Regions from separate parts of the Mus musculus genome. Here region 1 is linked to region 2. Evidence: chromatin contacts called from public Hi-C data. All regions are on one chromosome and are shown on one strand. The core of a region is the stretch at or near the end of the contact, and the rest is flanking DNA. Distances in the headings are between cores, read along the strand shown.

Region 1 (5,496 bases), core at 2,060-4,559, 210 kb before region 2:
ATAAAGTACATATTTTATTATTTAGGGAATTACTACAAGAAGTGAAGTGAGCCCATTCATTGGTTGGATCTCTAGTGTATAACCTCTGTCTGCGGAGGGCTGAGCAGACACAATCCCTTCAGAGTCTGCTTTGAAGCCTTGTTTTAGTGCAAGGTCTTCCTCCCTAACTACTCCAGTTGGGCCACGATTTCTAGATTTTTCCACCATCAGCCAGGTGGTTATTCACAGTATTCATGGTGTGGCCTTGAGTGAAATGATTATCTGTCGGTTGGGGTTATCAAGAGCCGTATTCTCCTTCCTGGCATCAGTGTACAGCAGACTATTCTTAAAAATGATGCTGTTTACCCAGTTCCTTCCTGCCTTGAAAGTTCTATTCAAAAACCTTCAGGTTGAGAAACAAATATCATCTTTTTAAACTTGCTTCATGTATCCAACTTGTCTCCATTCTTTTAGATCTTAAAATATTTAGGCAGTCCAAGTTATTACCTCTGACTTTAATGACTATTGGATTTATATTTAAACTTTCCTATCTCACATTATGATTAGTGAAAATCAGGTGGCTCTCAATATTTTCAAACCTGATGACTGAGGCTAATTGATGTTTGTGAAGCTTTGCTCTATACCAATCTCTATGAGCAAATGTGCAGAAACCTTCATTGTTAAGTCATCCAGGTACAGAGATCCAAGCTAGAATGTTGTAGACCTGTGCAGATGCCCCATTGCCCAGGCAGGGAAGACAGATGATTGAGAAGAGAACATGGAAAGAAGGGAAGACAGAAGGGTAAATCTATTGCTCACACAATAGTCTCATTTGCCCTTCTTATTCAGATGGACACTGTTCACTCTCCCCTCCTGAGATGCAATTGGGACCTGTGTTATTTCTTTCAGTAGATACATTGACAGCAATGACCTGGAATGTCTTACCCAATAGAATGTGTCTTGGTTGACTGATAAGTGACAACAGGCCTGTTCCAAGATATTGAGAATAAGGAAGCAAGCAGCATCTTGCCCCAGGTTTATATGTCCCCTAATTGGGAACATGGCTTCTTAACTTTTGACATGATAGAATTCTATTTACCTAGTCACACAAGAGACATTTAATATTAAAACTCGATGTCAGTGACTCACTATGTCATGAAATATTTGAAATTCACTGAAAAGGTATATAGCAAACTCTTGTTTTTGTAATAGAAAGGATTAGAATGAGATTTATTCAATGTGAGCACACTGGGAAGAGAGACAAAGGCATTCACAAATCCCTCAAGTGGTCAAGGCGTGTTCTCAAGTACCCTTGACCCATCCTTATTGGGATTTCAGTCTCATCCTGTCAGACAACTGTTAGAATTGTTTGAAATCTCTTTTCAGGAGACATGCTCCCTCTCAGGGCACCCTTCCCTCTTCCTAGGATGAGATTCCTGGGGGAAAATCCCATTTCTTTGGGATCCTTCTTGAATCTTGCCCTTAGTAAGTTAGCTACATAAAGATTGCCTCTGAAAGTCAATTCAATTGCTCACTGATGAAAATGTCTCCCTCTGGTCAGCATGCTTAGGCTGTGCTCAGTTCAGCACAGTAGATAAGACCGTTTAGTGGCTCTGTCTACTCCTGAGAAGCCAAGTTCTCGTGCTAAAATAAACATCTGTATTTCTCCTCTTTTTAATGCAGAATACCATCTAACCTCATGCAGAGGGTGATGGGTAATTTCAGTGGTGGAGAAGGCAATCCCTACAAGGTTTCACCTAGTCTTTATACCCAGAGGATGCTTTCCTGTTGTTCTCTGCTTGGTCTGTGTTCTTATTAGTTGTCCTCCATTGCCTATCTGAGCTATGGAGAAGCCCTATAAGGACCTGACTGCTCTGTCCTTTACATGGAGTACATACCAGGAATCACAATGCCAGGGCCAAAAGGTACTGCAGAGGTGGTTTGGCTAGGCTCTCCCTTGAGTTAGGTGTTAACCATTTGTTTCTTGAGAATCAATCTCTGCATTTCATCGGGGAGAACCCCACAAAAGTCATTTTAATTTTCCAAGTTAACAGGAGGGTTAGTTTTGTGGAAGAACTCAGAACTCTCTGACCCCTTGGCTTGTAGCACTTCCCTCCAGGAATAGAAATTTCTGCTGGAGGTAGAAGGTGGATTTGACCAAAGCACATTGTATTCATGTTTGAAATTCTCCAAGAATAAACTGAAAATATATTTGGGTCTGAGGAAATAGCTCAGTCAGTAAAGTGCTTGAGGCACAAACATCAAGACCAGACTGGAAGTCCCAGAACTCACATTTAAAAAAAATAAATAAACAAAGACATGCTTGCAATCCTAGTGTTGGAGAAGAGAGATGGGGAGAGCCTTGGGAACTTCCTGCCAGTCTGCGTAGTCTACTCAAAGCCGGTGGGAGAAACCGGTTTAAACAACAACAAAAAAAAAAAAAAAAAAAAAAAAAAACAATCAAGGTAAACAGCACTTGAGAAATGAGGTCTAAAGTTATCCTCTGATCCACACACAAATGTGCACACATGTATATGCACACCATGTAAACATTCACCCATACAAAAAAAGTGCATATGCAACACACACACACACACACACACACACACACACACACACACACGTGTACACACACACATGCACGTACTGCATATTTTTAAAGGATCCTAAGCAATCTTCATGGCTTTTTTCTCCAATAACCTCAAGTACAGAAGAAGTTCCCCCCAAGGGGCTCCCCGCTAGATTAGAATGCCAACACGAACTTTATGTCCTCAGGTTAACGCTGCCTTCTCCTTTGTAAATTGGAGATAAAAATAATGCCTATATTATGGGGAATAGCAGATGCTGCAGAAGTGAGGCCTAGAGGGATTTCTGTGTTTGAAAGAGCCTCATCTCTGCAGTCATTCAACATTCGGGGGGTGGGGGTGTAGGTTTGTGAGCGCCGAGGTGTGAGCATTGAGCGTTTATAGTGCTTTTGCTAACACACTTTGAAAGCGAGCTCAGATGTGGGAGGTGGTCCACAGAAGCACAAGACATGTAGATTTTGAGCACATAGATATTTGTGGACATTCTTATCAGCTATCAAATCAGAACTTAAAATAACAGTGCAGAAAATGACTGCAGGCGTTCACACTGCCTCCTCTGAGTAGTCAGGTTTCTGTAGGACTAGACCAGCACAGAGAGCCAGGAGTCAGCCTCTCCGTCCACACTCCTTTCCCTCCCTCCAGAATCAGTGGTGTGAGCCCGGTGACGTCACCACAGCAGGACCGGGATGTGATGTTCTGAAGAGGCAGAGGTATGGTGGAGGCTGCCAACAGCTGAGACAATCAATGCTGGTGACTCATTCCACCCCTGGGACAGCTTGGAGAAGAATGGCTAGTACTCTGCGTAACAGAGCCCTTTCATAGCTCTGGTTTTTAATCAAATGAGAGTACATTGATGGAACTTGTCTGGTGTTATTAGCTCAGTGTGAATATCAGGCCTCTGAATACTCACATCCATCCATCAGAATGTAACTTGCAGCGTGGGCGACTGTCTGTGTGGCGGGTAGACTCAGGGCTGGCATGGTGGTGACACACAGCCATGACAGCAACAGATGCTAAGTGAAAGCCCAGTGAATAGACCTGAAGAACGAGTGGGAAAACGGGTGGAGGGTGAATGGCTGGATGGACAAAGTGGAGAATGAAATGCCAAAGGATTTGAAATGTGGTAAAGGAGATAACGTTTTGTTTGGAATGGAGAAAATAAAACAAAAGACTTTGCTCCCTGAGGTCTTGATAAATGTATAGCCTAGCATACTGGTGCACAGCTACAATTCCAGCACTCAGCAGCTGAGGCAGGAAGACTGTGGTTTTGGAGCTAGCCTGGACTATTTAGTACATTTCAGCCCAGCCCCAGCTACATATCAACTGAGACCCTGCTTATAAATATATAAACAAGTAAATAAACAGCAAGAAAGATTGCTTAGTTGGGACAGTTTCCCAGGCAACAACGAGGATGGAGATGGCATCAAATGCCCAGTGCTTAGGAAGACCAAGCTGGTTCCACGGCCACGTCCTGGCAGTGATGGGCATGGTTCATCATGTTAAACGCTACACAAACAGGATTTCCTGTACAACTGCAATGTCTTACATGCAGTCAATTACTGGTTTTCCCCTTTTAAGTTAAATAGTTGCAGATCAGTATACAAGGAGAAGAATGTCTGGGTATGTATTCCAGAGACTTCAGACACAGCGAATGGGGCATAATAATAAGTGTGCTGGACTTTGTCCAGGGCCAATGGAAAATTGAATCAAGGCTTTAAGTGGAGGAAAAACAAATGAAATGGATTTTTTCCTTGTGTGTGTGTGTGTGTGTGTGTGTGTGTGTGTGTGTGTATGTACATAGGGAATGTGGAGGCCAGAGGACATACAACATATACAACCTTGGAGTCCTACGTGGTAGTGGAAGACCAACCTCTTCAAAGCACATTTTTCTGTGAGACTGAGTTGGGAGCCCTGATGCGACCTCCTGGTACATCCGCAAGACTTGTCCAGCAACTCTGTCTTCTACACAGGCCACAGATTTCTGTACGTTCAGGAGCATCTTGAAGCTGCTTATAGGGCAGCCTTTAGCATCCAATTCTAATATTTACCCTTCATTTAATCTACACAGCCTAGTAATAAGGAAACTAATTGCTGTTCGTCTCAGGCAGAGGAAACCTAACTCACAGGTTGATAGCTACTCAGGCACACAGCTATTCTGAGCTCATAGGATTGGGACCCACGTCCCATTCCCTTAATGGCCCTTTATCCTGTTCTGTGAGCTGGCACTTAGTAGAAATTTTAATGAACAGATGAATGATTGTTCTAAAAACAAAATAGGTGCTGTAAATGTAAGCTGTTAACGGAATTTCAGAACCTAGGAGGAATCATATGACATCTTAGAGATGATTTCAAATCCTAATCAAATACTGATTACAAAGGCTATGTTACGGTCCACTCCACTGCAGACTCTGAGCAGTGTTTTGTTCCTCACTTCGTAGAGTATCTACAACAGCCTTTACTCTCATGCAGTCCCTTCCTTTGCTGTTCTCTTCCTTTGCTGTTTTCTCCCATCTCTGTTCTACTCCCCCACCTGCCCTTCATGAAGGTACCCCGAGAACCCCTTCTACGCTAAGATCATGTGAGAGGTCACCTAATAGTGGGGAGCCATGCATTCTCTGCCCTTGGAGAGTGTTCAAACTATAGCAGTGTGACTTGAAATGTAGTAAACTCCATAAATACACAGCAATTCAGTGATGGCTTGTTGAGACAAGGAGGCTGGAGGACTGCCTTCGGGGATGTGACAGTGTAATGCAGATGTGAGGACTGAGAAATCACTGTGAACCAGAGGTCTGCAGTCCTGACACTACATGAGAGGTGAGGCTGAGCATGCCATGGGTGGTGGGGAGGAACTCTTAGATAAAGGCAGAGGCTGGTAGTCAGAGAAGACTAAAAAGAAAGAGAGAGAGAGACTGGAGGTACATAGGTGACAGTT
Region 2 (5,476 bases), core at 1,199-3,698:
TGTGAGGCTGTTGATATAAAGTAGTTCCCTGTGAAGAATGACAGAAAGGGACATTGACACTTGCTATCCTTCCTTCCCAGATAGACAGATCCATTTCCTAGCAATCTAACAATGATTCTTTAGTGTCTCGCCCCCTCTTCCCTCCCCTCTTCCTTCTTGTTGGAAATGGGACCTCACTGCACAGTTCAGACTGGTCTCCACCTAGTGATGTGGCTCAGTCTGTCCCTGAACTCACAGCCATCTTCCTGTCTCAGCCTCCCAGGTATAGGGGTTATAGGCACATGCCAACATAATTGAATTGTATTTCATTTGTAAGCCATTTGCTAATGATATTCTGTGTGGATTTTTAATTTCAACAGAGCGTATTGACTCACTTGCTGAGTGGCTCATAACATAGGCTGTGAGTAGACAACTGTGATAGTTCGGCTGTGACACTCTTGCTAGGCCTTGCCATAATCTTCAGTATGTCATTTTGCAGACACAGGAGATTGTAAACTTTTTATACCAAAGGGACACCAGAGTTAGAGAAAAGGCTTTACCCTCGCCCTATGCATTACGCTCTGCATTGTCCTTATAATGTATAAAATGAAACTACAATTAGACATTACCTTCCCCCCACACACCACTTGTGGTTGTGCTGAGTAAGTACCTATGGGAACAAGAATACTAGTCCTGAGATCAGTCCACTAGTCAAGTTGTCTTAATAAGACAGAAATTCACCAGCATCTCCTGTCCCACGGAGACTCAGAGGCGGTTTGGAATTTGCTTATGATGGACAATAAGTGGTTCAGGTGAAGTTGTTTAATTGTCTGGGAAAGGAAGGAAATAAATAACAAGGGTCTGTTCTGGAGGCCGGGGTGGGCCTCCGAGACACAGGGCGAGGGCTGTCTCTTCTTCCCAGCACAGATCGCTTTGCCTTGTGGTCCTCTACCTCCCATGTGCTGCCTTGATTGCCTTCTGGCTCAAGCTTGACTCAACATGTCCAGGTCATACACTCTTGCTCAGCTGTGTGAGTAACACGGTTTCTTCTCTTTGCAGGGTTTATGGTGTGCTTTGTAATGTCTACAAAGGGGAGGCACCATAATGTTAAGATACAAATCATCCGGTGCTTTGGAAACCACAGGCAGCACTGTTGAATGCTATGTCTTGACTCCTTAAATGCTGAGGCATTTTTATGCATTTGACTTATCAAGAAAGTGGTGAAAATCTTTCTCCGAAGTCCCTATTGAGTTCATTGTGAATTAAGGGTTTTGAAGTTAAAATGAGATACATTCCCAACTTAAAACAGTGAAAGTCCTGAGCATTGCCAATACTGAGGTGAGGCTGGAGAAGAATGCTCAGGATGAGGGAAGCTCCTCCCAGTGTCTGCTCTCACTCTGCCCCAGGTCCTGACCCATATCTTCCTTTTGTCTTGACCTGCCCTCTTTTCCTGACTTTTGTGGTGTCTTATTACCTGGATCATCATCACCACTAATGCTAATAACCATAAATACATATGCACTAAACAGCCATGCAGACCTGGGCCCTGCTGATGTAGGAAGGAGACATACAATCAAATGTACCTAGTGACTCTGGAGTGAGCAGTGCAGGAGTGAGCAGTGCATGGCGGGCGAGCTGTCACGTTTGACTTCTCAACTGCAGATCTAAGTAGATGTGCTGATTTGTAACCAGAATACTGTAGCCTAGGTTATCCTTTTGCCTCATTGACTCAGAATTTTTCTCTTCCTACCCTTTGTCACTCCTCTTTCACCCAGCTTTTATCCCTTTAATTTGATAGAATACACTCAATGTTCTATGATCTCCTTAGGACACGGGTAGAAATCTTGATGGTCTTGAAGCCTGAGCCCTAAGGTAAGCAAACCACAACCAACTTTGCCATCAGACAGGAAAATTTCTATTTCCAAAGCTGATTTACTCAGAAGACAGAGAAATGAAAGCTTCTAAATGATTTTTGCCACCTTTTTCATGTATATACAAGTCACAAATAATTTAAGTATTTATGGTCTGGAGTTAGGACATTATTTAAAGCTCATAAAATCTTAAACATCAAGATCTTAACTGTGGGGCTTTGTGGAATAAATATCAAATTTACAGGCCTTGAAGACATGCCTAACATCAACTTAATGGGTGAGAGAACTACGAGAGATGTTTTATCAATATTTGTCCGCTGCAAAGTGTAGCACACAGCAGCAAAGGAAATGTCTCTCCGCTCAATTAGCACAGTGACAGTAAATGAAAGTGTCACTGCTAATGCATTTGTTGGAATTAGCCCCACAACATGCATTCTGTTTAAATCAAATAGTGCAGCAGTAATCAGTTTTGGTCAGTTTGGAATGTCTGTGTTAGGATCAATCAAATGCATTTTGGTGATGGTTCGGGGGGAAAGAACATGCTGAACAGCAAGGAAGTTACCGTCTCTGCATCAGGACCATCACCCCATAGCCATGTGATGTCAGACCCTGAAGGTCTTTAGAAACCTACATTTCCAATTAGGAAATCAATAACAACAGTGTGTAAGTAGATAAGTAGGCCTGGTAGTGAAACTTGCTTTCTTTAATCCACTTAGGAGCTCTGTGTGACATGAGAAGGCTGCAGTGATTTATTTGATTTGAAATTTTCTAAAATTGCCTCCTTCGCTAAAACCACCTCTCAAATCTAATCAGCAGGATGCATAAAAACCACAGTCAATAACAGAACAGAGCCCGTTCTGGTGGTTTCATACCGTGTGAGTCCTTAGCTTTGAAACAGTATTTTAATATATCATATGCCTTCATATGTAAAGTGCCTAACAGGCTCATTCATAGAGATAGAAAATAGAATGGCTCTCAGCACTCAGAAGTCAGAGGCAGGTGGATCTCTGTGAGTTCAAGACCAGCTTAGTCTTCAGGCTAACCAGGGCTGCATAGTGAGAACCTGTCTCAAAAGAGAAAGCAGAATGGAGTCTATTGTGAGGAGCTAGAGAAAATCGCTGTGTCACAGGTCCCATTCAGTGTGGGCTGGTGCAAAGTTCTGGAGAGTAACAACATGAGCAGTTGCTCAGCAGAGGGAATGTCCTAGGTCACTTCAGACTTCAGACTCAAAAATTAATTTGAGTCTGCTGTGTTTTACTATGTTAAAAATGGAACTATGGGACTCCTGCCTAGGACCATGTGGCCTCAGTAGGAGGGAGCCCTAAACAAGACAACCCCAACCTGGGGCTGTGGGGAGTGAGCCTAAGACTATCACAAGCCTAGCACCATGGGCTCTGGACAAGGAGTTAGCCTGAGACAACCACCAGTCCATCGCTGTGCAGGCCTGGGCTGGCAGACCATGCCTGAGATGACCCATGCCTGGTGCCACACTGCATGAATTGGACAGTGCACTCCTGAGACCACTTCTGAGATGATCCCAGACACCCAGAGACCCCAGGCACCACTAAGATAAGCAAGCAAGTGGTGGAGAGATGAAAGAAAAAGAAACAATAGGATGTGTGCAGAATGAGGAGAGGTAGAACTGGAGACTCGAGGGTAGTAAGCAACAGCCTGATGTGAGTAGACCATGGTGAAGTCCTGGCCTGTTCTGGGTTCGTGGCCCTGCAGCAGTGAAGGTCTATTACCACCAAAGGCCAGATGTACCTTCTCTGGGCTGCTGCCTGGGGCCATATTGACGTCTGATAGCTATGAAGAACTGGCCCCACTGTTCCCCTGGGCATCCTGGGAGAGCTGATCTCACCCCTTACCAGCTGTAGTTCTCTGGAGAACAGCATATTACCCAGGAACAATAGAGCTGACTCTAGTAGCAGAGTTGCAGATGAGCCAACCCTGAGGGTGTGAGTGTGGGAGCACTGGTGGCATAGACAACTCAGATACCTCTCAGGCTCAGATCCAGGGCTTTGAGTTGGCTCACCCCAACATCGACCTCATTGATTAATGATTGGAGCACACGAACGGGCTGGTTCTACAGATCCAGAACTACAGGATCTCCATAACACTGGGCAACAACAGGATATGCAAGAGGAGTCCAGGGAAGTTCCAGTATTGATAGTATAGCAGAAGCCATAGGCTTTGAACCAAACCAATGACTCATTGCAGTGGACATTTGTAAGCAAAGAAGTATAGACAAACAAGTATACTGTGGGACACACTGTAACATACTACAGTGTCCACATCAAGGTTTTTGTTTTTTTCTTTTGGATGGGATTTTGCAAGGGTTGAGTTTGGATGTGAGGGGCAGGGAGATGAGTAGGGTTGGGGTACATGATGTGAAATTCACAAAGAGTCAATAAAAAGTTTTAAAAATGAAAATATGTTAGCTAGTCTTTTCTCAAAACAATAGTACATAATATATGTAAAAGAAAGTTGGGTTACATATTGTTAAGCCAAAGATGGTATTTAGATTTGAAAGCATATGAATCCTTAGAGTAAGGCCAATTTGGGGTTATTTTCTTAAGCCAAACTACATGTAGCTTTATTAAAGGTATCTTCATAATCATGACACTCCTGCAGGCTCTAGGCAGATTGCCATTAACAGTATACAACATTCAGACACTCTCTTTATGGAATATAAAAATCTGAAAGTTACTGAAAAATCCAGTAAAAATCTTCTTTTGGTTCTCTAAGCAGGGGCAGTTTAGAGCAGACACAGATGTGTTTCATGCACCATATTGTTTAACAGATTTTACAAGCCCATGACCTAGAATCTAAAGTAAAAATAGCAATATTATGAATATGAAGGCCCATAATCTTTTTGTGGGTTTTGATACCATGCGTTGTATACATATAGTATTGGGTTTCATCATAACATTCTTATACATACACTTTGATCTTAGAAAAAAAAATAATGATGTCAGGGCCCGATCTCAATCATCTGATATACTGGAAACGCCAACTTTAGAAGCTGAGCAGGTCTTTGGTCTTCAGGGTAAATTAAATATATACTGATGGTAGAATGAAAAGAAAATATATGAATTAAAAATTTTCCACAGCATAAAGCATTCATAGCAAGATAGTTAAATGTACCAATGTCCAGAAATCTCTCCTCCTGAAAGACAAGAAATCAACATGGCTTGCAGGTAAATTTGTCCCCCACAAAAGCCCAGCCACAGAAATACTCTGCTATTGCCCCTCCCTTCAAACGTGTGAAGGATTCTATGTGCTGATAGCATGCATTTTTTTCCCTCATGGTTCTTCAGTGAAGGGTGCGTCTCAAGAGTCTGTCATCCATGTAGGATGAAATGCTAATAGGCCTTATCTTGTACAAATATTGTGCAGTGAGTTCGGAATTACAGTCCTTCTGGGCCATCAAGGAGGTACTATTAACGGCTACTGGAAAGGGGGAGTGATTATTTTTAGTGAAGTAGCCACTGATAAATAGCCCATAGTCCAATATATATTTCCCAATTCATCACACAAGCAATTAAAACTAAACACGCCTTTAATCCCAGCACTTGGGAGGCAGAGCAGGTAGATCTCTGAGTTTGAGGTCAGCATGGTCTATA

Evidence for each region. A called contact is a pair of places that touch in the nucleus more often than the background predicts.
Region 1: a contact with region 2 is called in a Hi-C map of the N1E-115 cell line, with 6 times the contacts expected there. The contact joins two enhancer-like sites. A contact is called at or near these places in 2 of 484 Hi-C or Micro-C datasets (the N1E-115 cell line and nephron progenitors) and 1 of 115 datasets of contacts at active chromatin or transcription factors (cardiomyocytes).

What each region holds. Positions count from the first base shown.
Region 1 is chr4:9,442,409-9,447,904 of GRCm38.p6, reverse strand. All of the region lies in intron 5 of Clvs1 (clavesin 1), which reads right to left. Among named protein-coding and RNA genes, the nearest start is that of Gm11816, 160 kb to the right of the region's middle. Within about 2 kb of position 3,309, at least 67 of the 459 cell types and tissues checked have an H3K27ac peak or open chromatin away from gene starts, as enhancers often do. A contact at or near this core is called in the N1E-115 cell line, where this site is marked.
Region 2 is chr4:9,231,338-9,236,813 of GRCm38.p6, reverse strand. It overlaps a transcript of Clvs1 not described here. Among named protein-coding and RNA genes, the nearest start is that of Gm23423, 24 kb to the right of the region's middle. Within about 2 kb of position 2,448, at least 5 of the 459 cell types and tissues checked have an H3K27ac peak or open chromatin away from gene starts, as enhancers often do. A contact at or near this core is called in the N1E-115 cell line, where this site is marked.